Linked DNA regions of Gasterosteus aculeatus: region 2 is linked to region 1. The links are chromatin contacts, called in public Hi-C maps. All regions are on one chromosome and are shown on one strand. Each heading gives the region's core, a stretch centred on a gene start, on an enhancer-like site or on the middle of the called end of the contact. The rest is flanking DNA. Distances are from core to core; before and after follow the strand shown.

Region 1 (5,440 bases), core at 955-3,454:
ACTGAAAGAAATCAATTGCAATGAAATGATAGTAATTGTTAGGAGATTTTCTCTAGCCATTGTGGAAGGAGAAAGTCAATGTGCCGTCAATAAGGTGAGCAAAGAAACCATTATTCGCTCTGATCTTTCCCACCAGGCTCTGCTCCATCTCACCCTTTGTTCAGTGAAAGACTTTGGTGACACTTTCTCACTTTTTCAGTGGGAATCTCACATACATACACATTAACTAGACAGGTACACACACCGGGCCAACCCTTTGTCGAGGCCGTGATCCACGTCGAGCTCCTCCACCCGGCATCGGTTGGATTGTGTGACCCATAACGGAGGGGGGCGGAGCCATGGCGGAGGTTGGGGGGGACATGAAATCCGTATATAAATGTTGTTGTTTTTTTGTTTTCGACCTTTCCAGGCGACATCAACATCGACGCCCGGACCGACAACACAGGTGAGTGCGTGGCGGATCCTCCCATTCTGAAACCTGCATCGTTCTCGTACAGCATTTGCAGGCAGTGAATTGTTGACGTGTTGTGTGCGCGTGTGTTTGGCAGTCAAGGAGAAAGAGGACACGAGGAACGAGCTGGCCCGCGGCCTGTACATCCCCTGTCCGGATCACTACAAGAACTACTGCGTCCACGGCGAGTGTCAGTTCCCAAGTATCGTGGCCCAGCCCTCCTGCAGGTACACAAACACAAGGGAGGGGTCGGGACAGTCAGTTGTCATCTGTCGTATCGGTATCATTTTGTGTTTTTTATACATTTGTCAACACTTAATAGCACCATATTTGCAAACAAGTTTACAACATTCCTAAAAAGGAAGCCATATTTTCTAAATATGAGGTGAATTGGGGGGGTTTGGTAGTTATATATAAGGCTCTATGCGTGTTAGCTAATTATGGGCCGGTGCGCAGGGATTCTTATGCAGCAACAAATTAGACTCAATTCATGCCGTCATCGAATCTCTTTACATAGTAACTCTGACAATATCACGGCTATGAGTGAGTCCTGCATGAAGCAAAAGGACTCTTTCATAGCTTTTTTATGCTTGGCCATCCTTTTTGTTAATATAACGTCTCACCACACCGGAGGCTCAGCTTGAAGTGGAACAAAAACTCAACTTTGAAAAGAAGACCTTGTTTCATTCCCCTCAGTGATTCCCAGAATACAGCGAACCAACCAACACGCACACGGTGCAGATGTCTGCCCTGACCTTGGACTTTCCTTGGTCCTATTTTGGCTTCATAAGTATTCTGAAAACAAATGCATGCAAAGCCACTTCACGCACACACAGACACACACTTGCAGAGCAGCAGGCGCACAGCTGCAACCTTTCAGCACGCACACAGTGTTCACCTGAGCACACAAGATAGACGTGGACACAGGCAGCCCAGACATGCATTTAGATAAAGGTACAATGAGGAAGGCTATTAACCCCCCCCCCACACACACACACACACACACACACACACACACACACACACACACACACACAATGAACGCACATGTGTGCGGCTCAGGTCTGCCGTCTTTTACGGCCCGATAGCGCCTCAGCCAAGGGGGTCTTGGTATCGCTCGCTCCCACTATCTCTCTCTCTCTCTCTCTCTCTCTCTCTCTCTCTCTCTCTCTCTCTCTCTCTCTCTCTCTCTCTCTCTTTTCTCTACAACCTCGATCGCCCCGGCTCACCCAGCCAGACGTCCATTCTTCATGCATATAGAGCAGGGATCCGCAGGTGAAGGCTTTGCGAAAGGTCTTTGCTGCCCCCTGCTGGCTGCAGGAGCGTCCTGGAGGTTGTGTCCTAATGATCAGTGCGGGGAGGGAGGTCTGGGTGGGAGGGGGCATAGTGGTCTCTCTGTGCGAGAGCAGCGAGCACAAACAGAACGGGGTTGCAATGTTCCTCTCACCCTGTGTCGGAGAATGTGAAGGAGACTCTGTGTGTGTGCGTGTGTGTGTGTGTATGTGTGTGTGTGTGTGTGTGTGTGTGTGTGTGTGTGTGTGTGTGTGTGTGTGTCCGTACCAAACAAGGACATGCAGGTGTTGGTTTGTAACAACCTCCCCAGAGAGGAAAGTCTAGGGGAGATGGAGAGAGAACAAGAGATTAAAAGGGGAACCATTTTAGCTCCTCTCTGAGGACAGAAATCATCTCTATTAGTCTCTTTCTCCCCCCTCTGTGTGTGTGCGTGTGTGCGTGTGTGTGTGTGTTTCTGGCTCTCTCTCATACTGCGTCCACACTAAGCCGACTCAATCCGAAAGCGCCAATTACGTTGACGCCGCACGTCCCTACTGGTGCTTTTAAGTTGCTTTTCTGAAGTACCACCGTCACATTGACGATGGTGATTAGACCGTCCATCACGTCGCTGTTCTGTGACCATGTGACAAACGCGGCTCACTGCCGCTGCTGTTTGACCAAAGGCAAATGATGATGAACATCCTCACGGCGCTCCGCCGACACAAAAGGATCGTTCCATCGCGACGCCTTTACCAAACGGGAACTGACGTCTCAATTAGAAACGATACGGGAACAATGGACCCGTCTCCCCGATGCAAAAGAAATGACTCCCTCTTTCTCTCTCTTTCCATCTCACTTCATGTGCGTGTGCGTTCCCAGCTGTCACTCGGGTTTCAGAGGCCCCCAGTGTGACGTCAAAGAGTACAACGTGCTCTACGTGGTGCCGGGCTCCGGCAAACTGCACTACGTCCTCATCGCCTCCATCATTGGAGCGCTGCAGGTGGTCATCATCTGTGTGGTGGTGCTCTGCATTACAAGGTGAGTCAATTCCCAACACACACACACACGCACGCACACGCACAGTCACATTCATACTAACGAGCTGGGCAGCAGTGTTTTTCACGCGGTCTGTACTTAGGAGTCACAGGAGGGCCTGCAGGGGGTCCCGAGCCCGGAGGAAACAGCTGAAAGGTCACCTTGCTGAGGCACACACACACACACACACACACACACACACACACACACACACAGATGAAGAAAACATTCAGTGTTCACACAAGCACAGAGATATCTGACTTTTGTATTTACAGTAAAAGCTCCCTCGCACACACTTATATAAATAGCATGGGGCCGTCTCTGCCTCCAGCTCACCCAATTTACAACATTTAATAAAAGATTTGTAAAAGAGTTTTGGCAGAGACGAAACTGCCCCTCTGAGCAAGAGGGCCGTAGACAAAGAGGACGAGCGAGCGGCGGTAAAGGGCGTAGGGAGAGAGACAAAGGGGAGGAGAAGGAAAGAGAATTATTTCATTGAGCACACACTCCAATCGATTAGGGCGTCTGGCTGCTGGGCCACAATCATTCAGAGCGACAACTATTAAAAAAAACATCTCACAATGCAGCACGCGGCTCTCACTCGTTTCAGTGGAGTTGAGTTTGAACAAAATGTGTAGGGGAATGAATAGATGCCCTTTGTGAGGTACGGCGTGCTTTATCCTTCGTGGGAACCGACTCAACAAGGTGCTGGAAACATCCATCATGTGAGCCCCGCCAATGGTCACGGCCCCTAATGGTCACGGCCCCTAATGGTCACGGCCCCTAATGGTCACGGCCCCTAATGGTCACGGCCCCTAATGGTGGCTGTAATGCAACGTATGCTCATAAAACGGTCCACGTGACGAAAAGAGTGATTTCTATTTAGGCGACTAAAACACCAAAAAAAGATTGTGAAACACTCATTCAGGCCACAGACATACCCAGTAAGGTTTAGGAAAAGCTTTAAATACCCAACCCCATCCCAACCCCAACCCCATCACTACCCCATCCCAACCCCAACCCCATCACAACCCCATCCCAACCCCATCCCAACCGCATCACAACCCCATCCCAACCCCATCCCAACCGCATCACAACCCCATCCCAACCCCATCCCAACCCCATCACAACCCCATCCCAACCCCATCACAACCCTATCCCAACCGCATCCCAACCCCATCACAACCCCATCCCAACCGCATCCCAACCCCATCACAACCCCATCCCAACCCCATCACAACCCTATCCCAACCGCATCACAACCCCATCACAACCCCATCCCAACCCCATCACAACCCTATCCCAACCGCATCCCAACCCCATCACAACCCCATCCCAACCCCATCACAACCCTATCCCAACCGCATCCCAACCCCATCACAACCCCATCCCAACCGCATCCCAACCCCATCCCAACCGCATCACAACCCCATCACAACCCCATCACAACCCCATCCCAACCGCATCACAACCCCATCACAACCCCATCACAACCCCATCCCAACCGCATCACAACCCCATCACAACCCCATCCCAGCATCACAACCCCATCACAACCCCATCACAACCCCATCACAACCCCATCCCAGCATCCCAACCCCATCACAACCCCATCACAACCGCATCACAACCCCATCCCAACCCCATCCCAACCCCATCACAACCCCATCCCAACCCCATCACAACCCTATCCCAACCGCATCCCAACCCCATCACAACCCCATCCCAACCGCATCCCAACCCCATCACAACCCCATCCCAACCCCATCACAACCCTATCCCAACCGCATCACAACCCCATCACAACCCCATCCCAACCCCATCACAACCCTATCCCAACCGCATCCCAACCCCATCACAACCCCATCCCAACCCCATCACAACCCTATCCCAACCGCATCCCAACCCCATCACAACCCCATCCCAACCGCATCCCAACCCCATCCCAACCGCATCACAACCCCATCACAACCCCATCACAACCCCATCCCAACCGCATCACAACCCCATCACAACCCCCCTTTTGTGGGTGAAGCGCTCCGAGCTGTTAAGATCAGCGCTCTCGCCCGTCCTCGGTCTCGACCCGGTCTGCAGGCTCCAACGCAGTGTGTGTCTGCCGCGCCGTCGGCCCAACGGACAGTGGGCATCGGGGAGCGCGTGCACCTCCGAGCCGTAGTAGTTTGTTGTTACTTTGCCTTCACTTCAGGAACAAACGGGTGGGACCATAAAAGGTCACCTCGACGCCACCTGGGTGTGAAATCACGACGCGCGTTGGAAAAAGGTCTCCTCGAGGGGGATTCAGTGCAAGATGTCATGTTGTTCCCACACAGTTGTGTTTTTTTCATGTGGGGGAAAGACCAAATCCAACAATGCCTGTTTTTTTTCCTCTCAAAAAGGTAATTTTTACTTTGAGCTGAAAGCGGTTTGCTTGGTGAGTGAGTGCTGCACAGAGTTCAGGGAGATTTATTTTGTCAGGCAAAGAAAAGGCCTCACTGCCCTGTTGTTGGGGGGCTCTTGAGAGTACACAGGCTGAGAGAAGACGTGAGGCTGAGAACGGATTTATTCTACATTCACTCTGTGTTTATTTACGGTTTCATATTGATACATCCATATTGTGTGTCCCCACTTCTGAGATCAAAACTAGGCCGTTGTGTGAACAAGAGCACATGAACAGTTTGAGGG
Region 2 (5,736 bases), core at 2,176-4,675, 390 kb before region 1:
GAGAAGCTGGAGTCGGCAGCAGACCAGGTGGCCTCGATGCAAGTTGAGCTGGAGGCTCTACAGCCACAGCTGCGTGTGGCCAGCAAGCAGGTGGATGAGATAATGGCGGTAATTGAGCATGAATCTGTTGAGGTGGCCAAGACAGAGAAGGTGGTGAGTATGGATGAGGCCGTGGCCAACGAACAAGCCATGGCCGCCAAGGCCATCAAGGATGAGTGTGATGCCGAGCTGGATGAAGCCCTGCCTATCCTGGAGTCAGCCCTTTCTGCTCTCAATACTCTGACCAACCAGGTAAAAGAAGCAATCTGTTATAGGATAGTGACCGTATGTTGACTCAAAGGCCAGGTGTACAGAGGCAGTGAAGAGGAAGGGCCTAAAGATGTGGCTGTTTTTACATACAGGATATCACAGTGGTGAAGTCAATGAAAAGCCCACCCCCAGCTGTCAAACTGGTGATGGAGGCAATCTGCATTCTCAAAGGCATCAAGCCAGATCGCGTGCCTGACCCGTCGGGCTCTGGCAAGAAAGTAGAGGACTTTTGGGGCCCGGCCAAAAAGCTTCTGGGAGACATGAAGTTTCTCCAAAGCCTCCATGATTATGACAAGGACAACATCCCCCCGAGTTTCATCGCCATCATCCGCAACAAGTACATCACCAACCCGGACTTTGTACCCGAGAAGATTCGAACCGCATCCACTGCAGCTGAAGGAATGTGTAAGTGGGTGTGCGCCATGGACAAGTATGACAAGTAAGTGATGTTTGTCTCTTCCTGTGTTCTTGTATATGAAAATGGATCCATATTGAAACTTGAGAGAGCGTTTCACCCGCCGAAGCATGAAGCTTCAGAGGAAAGGAACATTTTTATCATCATCACTGCAACACCCCTAAATGTCAATCCTATATTTCCAGAAGTTAAAGGTTGTTATTTATACAATAATATAGAACAATAAAAATTATTTTTTGTTCTATATTATTCTATATAAATTCTATTTTTTGGTTTTAACAATGTTGTCAGTGTCAGTTGCACTATTTCGCTCAACTATGAATCGCGTCCAGCTCGTTCTAGATTCTGTACGGCTTGTGAGATTCTTTATCTTGTAAACGTTTACTTCTTATTATATTAGAGTGGCCAAGGTTGTGGCTCCCAAGAAGGAGAAGCTAGCACAGGCTCAGGGTGAGCTGAAGGTCGCCTTAGGGAGCCTCCAGAAGAAGCAGGCTGCCCTCAAAGAAGTCCAAGATAAACTGGCGAAGCTTCAGGACACTTTGGAAGCTAACAAACACAAGAAAGCTGATCTGGAGAATCAGGTTGGTGCTTTTCACATCTGGCTGTGTGATTGTAGATTGACTCAAAGCCCAAAAAGCTACGCAAGTCAATGGCTTACTGAATTACACAAACCTGCTCCTGCTGGCATGAGCTTCCCAGTGCTAGACCAGCAAAAAAACAGCAACTTTCAGTGCTTTCCTCCTCCTCCTTTAATGTCCTCCAGGTGGATCTGTGCAGTAAGAAGCTGGAGCGGGCGGAGCAGCTTATTGGAGGCCTGGGTGGAGAGAAGACGCGCTGGAGCGAGATGGCTGTCAATCTCGGAGAGCTCTACAACAATCTGACAGGGGACATCCTAATCTCAGCGGCTATTGTGGCTTACCTGGGAGCCTTCACCTTCAGCTACAGACAGGTAGGCTCAGGGAGCAGCCAGTGCCTACTTGGAAGTGGATAGTAAGCCTGTATTAAATGTGTTGTTTAAAGCGATCAAATCCTCAGACTAACAAAAGCAGAATGCTTTATAGCAAGTGAACACTAAGGCACTTTCACCGAGTTGCACGTGGCTCCAAAACCAAGCCTGCATGTGTTGAAAGGTCATCTTTGACACTGTATCACACAGAGTGCCATTGTGATGCCGCACAGAAAGCAGGAGAGTGGGTTAGTTCTCATTTCTGTACACGGCTAAAGTTGTTCAATAGCTATTTTGTTTTTCCTTTTATCATACGTGAAGCAAAAAGTCATGAGCTGTAAATGTACTCCTCTCCAGGATCAGACGGAGGAGTGGATGAATCTTTCCAAGAGCAGAGAGATCCCGTGCTCCCGCAACATGTCTCTGATGAACTCCCTGGGGGACCCGATAAAGACTCGTGCATGGACCATTGATGGCCTACCATCAGACAGTTTCTCCATAGATAACGGTATCATAATCTCGTGAGTATTACAGACCATCTTTACATTGACAAGTAATTCTGAAAACCCTCAGTACTCAGGCTAATATTGTGAGAGAGGAGAATCAACAAACTCAAGCAACTTTTAAGATGCTCCTAATCAGTTATTTAATAGACATTTGGCCAACAGCCACTGTAAAAAAAAAATCCTACACAATAAAGCTGCAAAATGCAGTGCAAGGACAGGATTTGGAGAATGTCTTAAGATGGTACAATAACATGAACACACACACTGACAACTGCATTTTTAAAAGTCATTTTTTCAAGTGAAAGCAGCATTTTAGAGCATGCAAATTGTTGCTGAAATAGAGGTAAAGCAATGGGCTTTCTTCAAAACTCAAAGAGCCTCTGCTAGCTCTGACCATGAATATTTTCATGGAACCTGCTGGCTGCTATTTAGTTTGTCATGCCAACAGAGTGCAGATGTATCTGTACCTGGAGCACAATGTGTTACAATTCCTGGGTCATGATTAAATTGCCCACTGCGAATCTGTCTACCCTAATGAAGGAAGAGGAGGTAACCTTTCCTGGAAGCCCAAGTTACATTATGCGATTCAACCTTAAAGTGCAGTAAAATAAAGACATGAGGCATCTGCTTGTTTGTGTAAATGAAGAAGTAACATTCCTTTTTAATCACAATATCACAGCTCCTGGTGTGCGACCCGGCTGTGAACTGTGCTCAAAGTAAATTTCCTGTCTCTGTACATCTTAATTTTTATCCGCCAACATGCCTCCTATCGTCGTGTTGGCTCATAGTTGAGTCAATATCTTTCACAAAGGCAACACCAACTGATCCCCCACCTCTATGTGTGTGTGTGTGTGTGTGTGTGTGTGTGTGTGTGTGTGTGTGTGTGTGTGTGTGTGTGTGTGTGTGTGTGTGTGTGTGTGTGTGTGTGTGTGTGTGTGTTGTGCTTGTAGGAACGCCAGGCGGTGGCCCCTGATGATTGATCCCCAGGGCCAGGCCAACAAGTGGGTGAAAAACATGGAGAAGGCCAATAGTCTGCATATCATTAAGCTGAGTGATGCTGACTTTGTACGCACTCTGGAGAACTGCATCCAGTTTGGCACGCCAGGTGAGCACAAGTCTTTCTCTCATTTGATGCCTCTGCTGTTGCTGCGTGTGTGTGTGTGTGTGTGTGTGTGTGTGTGTGTGTGTGTGTGTGCCTCACCCACTTTGTCGCAGTTCCTTTTTACACCTGCTGAGGTCTCTCTTTACCACAGGGACTGATTATCGCTGTGCAGAGAATGTTTTTCTCCTTTGTTCTCTGTTCTGCAGAGGAGGGATTCATACCAGCAATATTTCGGAGTGAGATGTTCAAATTAACTGTTATTCGGACCTACTGCACCACCAGTATGTAAAACTACTGTGAATCGTACGCGTAGTGGAGAGATCAAATACACTGCAGTCTGCACAAAGATTCCTCTTGCCCAGTATCAGAGTCATATTCCCTTGTGTTGTCATGTCACAAACCCTGCTGTTCTTTGAGCAGTGCGTGTTTATTCATACTTTAGTCGTCTTTTACTCTTAGTCTGCTGGTTGAGGGGAATAGCAAGGGAAGAATTCAAGCTAGAAGAGGACAGAAACAGCTATACAGCTATTAAAAACACATCTAAATAATGACCCAGCTACTGGGTCTTTGCTTACTGGCAGATTGCAAGGCTAACGGTTCAGAGAGTCTTTTGTCCTTGCAGGGTGCCAAATAGTCCCCGGAGGCTGCAGTTTCACCGTCTACTTCACAGTTTTACAAGTTCTTGCTGTTTTATTTGCTGCCTGTAATCCCGATGATATGCAAGTGTTCTTTATTTGATCACGGTTGAAAAAAAATCCCTGACGAATTTCTTAAAAGATTAGGTATATGATACACAATAGTATTGAAATATTTGCCGTATTAACATGATGTACCAAGATAAAATACTACTCAAAAACAATCTGAGAAGTGGGATGACCTGATTTGGTTCACTATCTTCAGAAAGAAAGTTCATCAGCTGTCACTGGCTCCGAATGCCATATAAAAACTTTTGTTATCACCTCAGGCGTCAGGTCAATTATACATAGGCTACTGTTCTTAACATCAGAACAGCATTATCATACTTAATGTGAAATCCCATTAATAATGATGTCATGGGAATAAGGCACTTGATAATGTTATACTTGCCTCACTGGTTTCTTGGTGTTGAACACTGTCAAACCTGTGCAGCACATGCGCATCGTCAAGTGCTTCCCAAAGGCAGGAAGCCACACGCGAGGAAGTCAGACATGTAAAGACACCAGTTAATACAAGCAAAACAAAAAGAATCATGTTTTTTCTACGAAAACCATAATATTAGCTGTGAATGTTGGCTGACCTGGTGCTAAAGGGAAGGCTACCATGGATCTTCACAGAGAATGAGCGATCCCTTTTAGCTATTGACCTGGACTCCACCGCAGCGCAAAGGTCAGCAAACTGTACTGCAAAAAAGCAAACTACCAAAAAGTGTCATCCTCCCTTGATGTCAAAATCTAAATAAATATGGAACATTTCCTTTCAGTGCTGCTGGAGAATGTCGGAGAGGAGCTGGACCCTATCCTGGAGCCTCTGCTGCTGAGACAGACCTTTAAACAAGGTGGTGCTTTGTGTATCCGCCTCGGGGACTCCACCATCGAATATGCTCCCGAATTTCGCTTCTACATCACAACCAAGCTGCGCAACCCGCACTACCTGCCTGAGACCTCCGTCAAGGTACAGCAGTGAGAAACATCCTCCGGCTGCATTACATTTTCTTTGTATCCTAGGACAGTTTCACGTTGCATAAACTCATTTTATTATTGACATGGAAACTACAGTCACTCTAAACGCATAGCAATGCTACGGCCCCCTCCACGCAAACAGGCCGGGTCTTCAAAATGGGCATGTGTGTACCGCCAACCCCACAGACCACAAATCACACACAAAAAAACACTCCACCAAGTTTTTTAAACCTTTTAATGCAGATTGAGCTGCTACCCTTCAGTGGGGATGTCCCACAAGAAAGCAGCTGCAAAAACAGAAGTTACTGGAAAGAGTTACTAGACAGCAGAGTCTCACAGGAAGTCTCATTCCCATCACACCGAATAGCAGTCCAGCTAGTTTGTTCTGTCATCTCCTGGGATTTGTATAACGGCACATGCTGGTTGTCACTGAAGTGTGACTGCTATATGGAGCAGTGTATTTTCGGTATGCATCATGCAAGCTGATTTTTTTGTGGGGGCGGTATCAGTTGATGTGATAGTCTTGTCAAGTCTTGTAATCTTGTCAAAATCCGGGGGGTTCTAAAAGGCGGAATGGGTTTTTAGCCTCGCTATGGAGAATGTTTCATGACTGGTCGGTGCACCACTTAGGTGAAGAATGAACTATGTCATTGTCTATTTGATGGATTGCTGCAATTATTTCCACTCATGGTCCCCAGAGGATAACCCCGTTATGACCTTGGTGATGACAAGCGGGTCAAAGTTTTGAGTTATACAAGGAAATATGGAAATACCTGCTAGATGGATTGGCACAAAATATT

The links. Hi-C and Micro-C count contacts between places; a contact is called where the count stands out from the background.
Region 2: a contact with region 1 is called in a Hi-C map of skeletal muscle, with 6 times the contacts expected there. The contact joins two enhancer-like sites. A contact is called at or near these places in 2 of 6 Hi-C or Micro-C datasets (skeletal muscle and whole body).

Annotation. Positions count from the first base shown.
Region 1 is chr16:5,534,700-5,540,139 of fGasAcu3.hap1.1, reverse strand. It overlaps tmeff2a (transmembrane protein with EGF-like and two follistatin-like domains 2a), which reads left to right. Exons shown (of 11, transcript XM_078091197.1): 7 at 410-445; 8 at 549-678; 9 at 2,603-2,761; 10 at 2,862-2,914. Among protein-coding and RNA genes, the nearest start is that of trnas-aga, 4.5 kb to the right of the region's middle. Within about 2 kb of position 2,204, at least 1 of the 9 cell types and tissues checked has open chromatin away from gene starts, as enhancers often do.
Region 2 is chr16:5,927,835-5,933,570 of fGasAcu3.hap1.1, reverse strand. It overlaps dnah7 (dynein, axonemal, heavy chain 7), which reads left to right. Exons shown (of 66, transcript XM_078090071.1): 44 at 1-291; 45 at 402-748; 46 at 1,125-1,305; 47 at 1,488-1,673; 48 at 2,028-2,191; 49 at 3,127-3,281; 50 at 4,738-4,928. Among protein-coding and RNA genes, the nearest start is that of dnah7, 39 kb to the left of the region's middle. Within about 2 kb of position 3,425, at least 1 of the 9 cell types and tissues checked has open chromatin away from gene starts, as enhancers often do.